Regions from separate parts of the Sus scrofa genome. Here region 2 is linked to region 1. The links are chromatin contacts, called in public Hi-C maps. All regions are on one chromosome and are shown on one strand. The core of a region is the stretch at or near the end of the contact, and the rest is flanking DNA. Distances in the headings are between cores, read along the strand shown.

What was found. Hi-C and Micro-C count contacts between places; a contact is called where the count stands out from the background.
Region 2: a contact with region 1 is called in a Hi-C map of omental adipose tissue, with 2.1 times the contacts expected there. The contact joins the enhancer-like site here to the promoter of PTGIS in region 1. A contact is called at or near these places in 19 of 47 Hi-C or Micro-C datasets (alveolar macrophages, brain, embryonic fibroblasts and 10 more) and 2 of 2 datasets of contacts at active chromatin or transcription factors (alveolar macrophages and skeletal muscle).

Annotation. Positions count from the first base shown.
Region 1 is chr17:51,198,998-51,203,295 of Sscrofa11.1, reverse strand. It overlaps PTGIS (prostacyclin synthase), which reads left to right and starts at 2,781. Exons shown (of 10, transcript XM_005654247.3): 1 at 2,781-3,157. The coding sequence starts at 3,075.
Region 2 is chr17:51,233,783-51,238,068 of Sscrofa11.1, reverse strand. No RefSeq gene overlaps it. Among named protein-coding and RNA genes, the nearest start is that of PTGIS, 35 kb to the right of the region's middle. Within about 2 kb of position 2,273, at least 22 of the 83 cell types and tissues checked have an H3K27ac peak or open chromatin away from gene starts, as enhancers often do. A contact at or near this core is called in alveolar macrophages, liver, omental adipose tissue and 1 more, where this site is marked.

The DNA of each region.
Region 1 (4,298 bases), core at 1,532-4,031:
AGCTATAACTGGAAGTCGTCTTAGTTAGGAATGTTTTTGGCTTCAGTTAAGAGAAAATCTGACTTCAGCAACATAGGTGTTTGATTATCTCATTAAACACGAAGTCTGGAGAGAAGTGGTCCCTGGGCTCTGTTTTGGGGCTCTGCAGTTTTCCTGGCCTTCCCTCATACAACGCCACCATCACATCCTTACACAATGATCCCCAAAGGAAAGGAGGCAAATAGGAAAAAATTTCCCAGAAGCCCCCAACACAAGTCCAGATGGCACCCACGTGGCCACCCCTGGACAAATCCCTAGCAAAGAGGGATGTCCCTGGCTGGCTCAGACCAATGGTGGGTCATTTCCTGGGAAACAGGCGGGGCCATCTTCCCGAACACCTGCTTGATTCCTGAATAAAATTGGATTTATTAGCGAGGGAGAAGCCAGGGCCCCCAAAACATTCTTCTCTCTGATGTGTGGGAATTTTGTCTCTGGATTGAGGGGGGAGGAGGACATGTTATTAGGGAGGGGTCTGGGCAGAGGTGATGCTGGTTTGCATTCAAGCAAGGGGTATGGGATTGGACAGCTAACACTTATTGAGCACCTACTGTGTGCCAGGCCCACGCTGGGTGATTTCTTTCTCTCATCATTTAATTCTGTCCTCACAATGGTCCTGTGAGGAAGGAAAGATTCTTCCCATTTTTTCATATAAGAAAACTGAGACCAAGCCTTGGTCACATGTGTGGTAGGAGACTGAATTGGAATACGTCTCCAATTCAGTCTGTTGTGGTGGCCTTCCACTAATGCTGTATGTCAGCCACTCTGACAGGTGTGTCGCCTGGATTAGGTCCTTTATTCCTTTCTCAATTTCACCAATGAGGCACCTCAGCTCAGGGAGGTGGAGGAGGCTGCCTGAGCTCATATGGTTTAGTGTCAGCCAGGCCAGACTGTGAACCCCATTGCCAGAGGCTACCCCATGGGGCTCCCCAAATTTGGAGAAAACTCTCCGGGCCTGTTCTCTGGCCTTTTTGGGATTGTTGGCTTTGTTGGCAGATAAGCTGGATAAATAAACAAGAGGTTCAAGAAACTCCCTTTGCCTTTTGATAGTCTGAATCTGCTGAGGCCACATGAGGGTCATCCAACTGCCTTGACAGCTGACATTAAACAGGAAAATAAATGAATCTCTAATTCATTTATGAATTAGAAATGTTAAGTACGGTCAAGGGGGAAAAAAAAAAAGAAAGAAGAAGAACAGTTCAAGGCACCAGACAGGGCTGATAAGACCACTTTAGACCAGGCAGTCAGGGGGCACTTCTTTGAGGAGATGACTGTTGAGCAGAGACAGAGGGATGAGGGATGTGATGAAAAAAGCCAGCTCCCCAAGTATCGGAGAGAAGAGTGTTCCAGTCAGAGGAAACAGCCAGTTCAAAGGCCCTGAGGTGGAACTGGTTTGGCACATTTGGGGCAGGATGAAAGATGAGTGTGGCTGGAGCAGAGAGGGCGAGGCAGGGAGTGGGAGGACATGAAGTCGAGGAAGCAAGGGCAGGAGGGGGCAGGCCAGGGTTCTAACAGGAACCTGTAGGGACTTGGGTTGTGTTTTGAGTGAGGTGGAGCCCTGGAGGGTTCTGAGCAGGATTCAGGTGGAAGATCTGACTTCGTTTCTAGCAGGCTCCTTCTGACTACAGCAGGGAGAACGGACTGCAGAGAGATGAGGGCTGAAGCCAGGAGACCAGCAAGGAGTAACAGCTCGTCCAGGGGGCAATGGGTAAGATGAAATGAAACCTGTGCCTGAATTCACCAGGCAGAGAGTGGCAGTCACAGGATTAGAATCAGACCTCCTGGGTCCCAGCTCCACGCTCTGCCCACTGTCTCACAAAATGCACATGTGCCCAGCATCCAGGGGCACCACCTTAGGCTGAAGGATGTTTGATGGGATTTCTTTTCCAGTATGTTCTCTATGAAACGACGGTGAGATAGGTTAACTAGCCTAAAATTGTACTCAGACTGCCTCCATGGAAAAAGTCCATCTTGTATCTTGGAAAAAAACCCAAAGACAAAACCCAAAAAACCCTCACATGTGCCCAGCACTCATAGTTTGCAATTCCCTTTGCTGACACGCTCTCATCAATCCTTCAGAGAAACCCCTTAAGGCAAAGTACAACTGTGATTTAAGAAACCGGCGGTAAGCTCCCAGAGGTAAGCTCCCTGGTGGAGGATTCCCAGGTGTAAATGAGGGTGGGGTGTGTGGAAGGGGTGCTAAGTGGTGGGTTCCAGGCCTTCCAGCTGGGAGCCCAGGTTCTCACCAGCAGCCAGGGGTGGCCTCTTGCAGAGCCACTAGCACCAGAGCCCAGCATCCTAAGTGCCAGATAACTGTGACAATGGCCACTATATTCCGAGCCCCTGCCGCGCTCCAGGTACAGATCTGGGCGCTTCACATCATCGGTGTGTCCCTCACAGCAGTTGAGGCTGGGGTACTCAGAGCCAGGTCCGGTCCAACTCCATCCCTCCCAGACCAACAGCATAGAAAACGAATGGTCTCTAGTCCTTCTGGGGCAGGGATGCGTCGGTGTCGGGGGGCGGGGGGCAGAGTGTGGGGACGGCTCAGGTGGCACGTCGGGGAGTCCAAGGCCCGCCACAATCCCTCCTCCCCCACCACGTAGCCTCCATCCTCACACTTCCTTCTCCATCCCCATTCCCCTCCGCCTCCCCGTATTCCTTTCCTTTTTCTTCCCCAAATCCCCACCCAGCCCTCTCTGTACATCCCCCAACCCCTTCTCCTACATCACTCCTCCCGTCCTCTACATCCTCCTCCTTCCCCTCAAACCCACATCTCCTCTCCAGCGTGTCCACATTTTCCACACATACGCCCCCCACCCCTTTCTCAGTCCAGCGCCTTAGAGCCCGTCCGGCGGGAGCCCCTGTCCACCCTCCGACCTGGGAGGGATCGCAGGCCCCGCCCCGCTCCGCCCCGCCCCCAGGCAGATGGGCGGGGCCAGGGGGAGGGGGGTCGGCCTCGGGACTAGGCCCGCGTGGCCGTTGAGGCAGACCCGCAGCTTCCCGCGCTCGGCCGCGGCAGCCCGGTCGCCGGTCCTGCCATGTCCTGGGCCGTGGTCTTCGGCCTCCTGGCCGCGCTGCTACTGCTGCTGCTGCTGCTGCTGTTGACCCGCCGGCGCACGCGGTGAGTGCCCCCCGCCCGGCTCGCTCTGCCCGGGGCTAGACAAAGGGGGCGTCGCGGCTCTCGGCTCCCGGCCGCAACCCGGCTGCAGCGAGGGGGTCGCCGAGACAGCGGCAGGCCGGCGCCGGAGCCCCATGCCCCACTCCCGCAATAGGACAGGGTCCCCTGCAGCCCCGGGCGAGCCCTTCAGAGGTGGGAGTGCAGCCCCCCGGCCCGAGGGGTTCCCGCGCTGCTCCCGGCCCCGGGGCGCGGGCCCGGCCGAGCGGCAGTTGCCGAGAGGGCATAAAGTTGGGAGACGCTCGTGGGAAGGTGCGGGAACAGGGGCCCCCGAGGGCGAGAAGTGAAGTCAGGTCCTGGCCCAGAGCGCGAGGCCAGGGACCAGCGAAGGGGTTTCAGGTGGGAACCGAGAGTCACAGGTGCGGAGTGGGTGCGGACAGGTTGGGCGTGACTCCCGGCCTCCACCTGGATGCCGCACCAACTCGAGATCAACTCTGTATCAGCCTTGCTCCTCATTCCCATTGCACGGATGGCAGAGTTGAGGCAGGGGTGGTAGGCAGAGGCCCTGCCTGACCTGGATGAAGGGGCTGGGAAGGCTCAGTATTTCCCTGTGCCTGAGAACTCAGGCCCACAAAGGGGTCTCCCTTCTGCGGAGGTTCCATAGCCTGGACACAGTAGAACCCGACCAGATGTCTCAGCTTCCTAGGCGCAGAGGTTCTCCTGCCCCATTGAGAATCTGTGATTTAGGAGAAACACTAAGACCCATCCGTCTCAAATGGCAATAGGTCTTTTGCTTTTTATAAAATGGTTTTAAAAAATAATTTGAGGAGTTCCCGTTGTGGCGCAGCGGAAACGAATCCGACTAGGAACTATGAGGTTGCGGGTTTGATCCCTGGCTTGGCTCAGTGGGTTAAGGATCCCGCATTGCTGTGAGCTGTGGTGTAGGTCGCCGACGCCGCTCAGATCTGGCGTTGCTGTGGGTGTGGTGTAGATTGGCAGCTACAGCTCTGATTAGATCCCTAGCCTGGGAACCTCCATATGCCAAGGGTGCGGCCCTAAAAAGCAAAATAAAATAAAATGAAATAATTTGAATTGTACAAGGAATACATTTGACTTAAAACGAACATTTATCGCATTATAGATAAGA
Region 2 (4,286 bases), core at 1,024-3,523, 35 kb before region 1:
CCTCATTTTAGGGGTGAAGGAACTGAGACTCCCACGTGGACAGAAGCAGGCCCTGTCCCTCAACGCTGGCGAAGTGCCCTCCTTGCAGCCAGCTCTGAGGGTGGGGGTCAGGGATCCTTGGGAGCAGAGGGAAGACATGTCATTCTGCAGCATGACCAGCAGAGGGAAGCAGAGATCTGTGGCTCCCAGAATCTGGGTCTGCAGGGCCAGAGAGTGAGCATCTTCTTACACGTGGCACCCTAGGCATTTCATTTGCCTCACTCCGGTCCTAGCCTGGTCTGAGAAGGCTGTCCTACCAAGAGATGCCTTTCTTCTGCCCTGCATTGAGCCCTTATGCTTTCCCAGGCACTGTGCTCAGTGTTTCCCACATATGTTAGCTTGACCCTTAGAACAGCCAGAATGAGCAGGTCCTATTACTGGCCCATTATTCAGAGGTGGCAACTGAGGCCAGACAGGTACGATCACTAGCCAGAGTGATGCTGTTCCACAATGTGTGTTCTGTGTATGGAGGCAGAGTGCGTGCCTTTGGATCGTGAGCCATGATTGTATGTATTAGACATTTGCGTGGTCTCCTTTGGGGAGGGGGTGACTGTATCTGCAGGCGGAAGAGGGAGGAAGTAAATGCCTGAGGCCGTGGCCTGTAGTAGAGCATAATTATTTATTTAAAATATTCATGGGAGTTCCCGTCACGGCTCAGTGGAAACGAATCTGACTAGTATCCATGAGGAAGTGGGTTTGATCCCTGGCCCTACTCGGTGGGTTAAGGATCTGGCATTGATGTGAGCTGTGGTGCAGGTCGCAGACTCAGCTCAGATCTTGCATTGCTGTGACTGTGATGTAGGCAGGCAGCTACAGCTGCGATTCTACCCCTAGCCTGGGAACCTCCATATGCCGAGGGTATGGCCCTTAAAAGACAAAATAAATAAGATAAAATAGGCATGGACCCGTTATATCAGAGACTCAGAACATGTCAGAGGTCTGCAGAGCTGGGATGGCTTGACCCAGCCTCAGAGGATGCTTCAGGGGAGGGGAGGAAGCCTGCCTGACTTTTCTGGGAGGAACAGTAGTTACCCATCTGGAAGCAGGAGGATTTTTCAGACTGAAGGGACAATGCGTGCAAAGGCTCTGGGATGGCTCAAGGAACCTCAATAGCCAAGCCCGGCTCAAAGAGCGTTAAAGAGATGCTGGGGCTCAATTCACTGAGACTCAGAGGCAGGGACAGACTACGGGGGGTCAGATACAGGACAGAGGGTGCCGTGGGGTCCCAGAAAGCAACCTCCACCTCCTGTGGGAATCTCAAAGGACTACCACCTATCACTGTCTCCCTTTTACAGATGGGGAAGCGGAGCCTCAGCGGGGTGGGGCTGCTTGCTCACACAGCCAGGAAGTGGAGGGCTGGGCTTGGAATATACGTTTTGAGGAACCACCATGAACTCCGTGAACTCGGGAGAGATATTTAATGAGTTCTGGCTGAATGAATGAGTTTGCTGATTCATGTGCCTGGCACTGGGCTGAGTGTTTTCCCAGCATTCTCTTATTGAATCCTCAGAGATAACTGTGAGGGAAGTGCTATTATTTTCATTTCTTTTATGGATTTAAATTTAAAAAAAGGAGTTCCCATGGTGGCTCAGCAGTAACGAACCCAACTATCATCCATGAAGATGGGGGTTCGATCCCTGGTCTCACTCAGTGGGTTAAGAATCTGGTGTTGCCATGAGCTGTGATGTAGGTCACAGACACAGCCTGGATCCCGTGTTGCTGTGGCTGTGGTGTAGGCTGGCAACTACAGCTCCAATTTGACTCCTAGCCTGGGAACTTCCATATGCCATGGGTGCAGCCCTTAAAAGACCAAAAAACAAAAGAAAAGAAAACAATGCTCAGAGAGGGCAAGTGATTTGCCCAAGATCACACAGCCCACAAGGGTCGGAAGCAGGATTCGAGCCCAGGCCCTCAGACCTGTCCTCTTATCTCTGGTACCAGAGTGTCCCAAACTCTAGTTGGCTCTGCATTCTGTCTTATCTGTGCTCTCTGCCTTCCTTAACCTTTTCTAAACTAAACCTGTTTCTGTACAAAGGAAACAATATATCATTAGCAGAAATGGAAAAGTCCTGTAATGAATTGCAGACAGCAGTGAAAATAAATACAATAAGAGCTAAATAACGCCAGCACATCCCTGCCAGGTTCTTGCTTGCCAGCCCAGCGGGGAAGCAGGGGCCTAGCTGGAGCTTTTTGTTCGCAGGGCGAGTGAACAAGGTGGTAAGGAGATGTTAGCAGCCAGGGCAGTTTTCTCCCTGAAGCGCTCAGGGTTGCCGGCCTCCCTGGGACCTGATGCCCCCTGTGACCTAGAGCAGCGCCCTCAGCCCACACCCTTCTCAGCTCATCGGGGCCCTCCCAGGCTCTGCCCCCAGACCAGGGTGGGATGGGGGATCCTGGGAATGGAGCCCCCCATCCCTCCCGCCTTCCGTTCCTCCCTGGCAGAGCCCCTCAAGGAGCGTATACAGCTGGCGCTCAGCCAAGCCTCCAGAGCCTGGCCTGCAGAAACTCAACATTCGGTGACTGGTCTTATTTTGTTTTTAATAGAAAAATGTTCCCTGCACCAACTCTTTCCTGGGCAGGGTTTGGAAACCTTTTCCAGATGGGAAATAATTTTAGGGAAGAGGAACAGCTAAAATTACCGGCCATTCTGCTGCCAGCTCCCACTGGGACGAGCCAGCCTCGGCGCTGGAAATTTCCTGAGGTGGGGGTGGGTCCGCGTTGGGGAGAGGAGCCAGGATGGATTGTTGAGACTGGATGTCTCGCCTGGCCGAGCTGCGGTCAGGTCACGTGGGCACTCCGAACTTTCTCGGCTACTGCCAGGCTCCTCTCCGGTCCTCGTTCCACGCAAATTTCTGAGATTCAGCTGCCATTTTGCAGGCAATGCCCAGGGTAGTGTGTATTGGACACACCATTGTGATAAAATCAGCACAAGCTGGCCGGGGAAGTGAACACATCAGACGGCCCAGGGTTCTGCACCAGATAAAGTGTAAGGAAAAGAAACAGTTAGTGGGGAAAACAGAAATGCAAAGACTGAAAAGATATCAAAAAAAAAATTTTTTTTTTTCTTTTTTGGCCACGCGGTGGCATATGGAGTTTCCAGGCCAGGGATCAGATCCACCCCACAGCTGCAACCTAAGCCGCTGCTGCGGCAATGCTGGATCCCTAGCCCACTGTGCCGGGCCGGGTGGACCCTGTGTCCCAGCGCTCCCAAGATGCCACTGATCCCGTTGCTCCACAGCAGGAACTGCTGTTTCTTTTTGTTTGTTTTGTTTTGTTTTTTAAATGGGCAAGACAAAATACAGTGTCTAGGGACACACGTGTTGCTGAAATTTGGCCTCTGTCTGAGTTAGAAACGCGGAGCCCGAGTTTGGGGCGAAGCAGAAACGCGCAGCTTTTATTGCTTTGCCCGGCGGGCAGCTGAGGCCCTAAAGACGGCGGCCTCTCTGGGGAGGGACAGGAGGGGGTCTGAGGGGTTGGGGGTGGAACACAGACACGCCTCAGGGAAGTCGCCAGCTTGTGTTCCTCTTCAAAGCTGGTGTCAGGCATCCTGGGGCGGGGTCTGGTGGTCCTTGAGGTCCTCGCCCATGACCTTCTTTTCTGGAACTTCATCAAGAGTTGACCTCTTCTGTTTGTTGGGGGTTTTAGTTCTGCAGAAGCGCTCAAAAACGTTGTTGTCTGTATCCCTCCAGGAGGAACCAGGCCCCTCCCACAAGGCTGCACTATTGTTTCTCCTTTTCTTTCTTCCTTTCTCCCTTTCTTTTTTTTCCTTTTCTTTCTTTCTTTCTTTTCTTTTTTTTTTTTTTTTATGGCATATGGAAGTTCCTGGGCCTGGAGTTGAATCCAAGCCACAGCTATGGCGATGCCGGCTCCTTTAACCCACTGTGCAGGGCTGACAATTGAACGCACAGCTCTGCGGTGACCTGAGCCACTGCAGTTGAATTCTTAGCCCGCTGCGGAGGCTTTGGGAACTCCTGCTCTTTTCTCTTGACTGCTCCTCCCTGGTCTCTGCATCCCCTCCCTTCCCTGCTTAACAACCGTCTGAACCTGCCCTTTGGAATTCAAGGAAGGCCAAGGAGGCTGAGTGAAGCCTGTCTCCTGCAGACAAGAAATGGGGGACACAGAAAGGCTTTTATGCCCAGGAACCCCACAGGGCCCTGCTGGTTTCACACAGAAGTGACAAAGCTATAAAGAAACACAAGGGCTGACGCTGAAAGTCAGGGTCATGGCTCCTTTGGGAAGGGGAAGGGGGC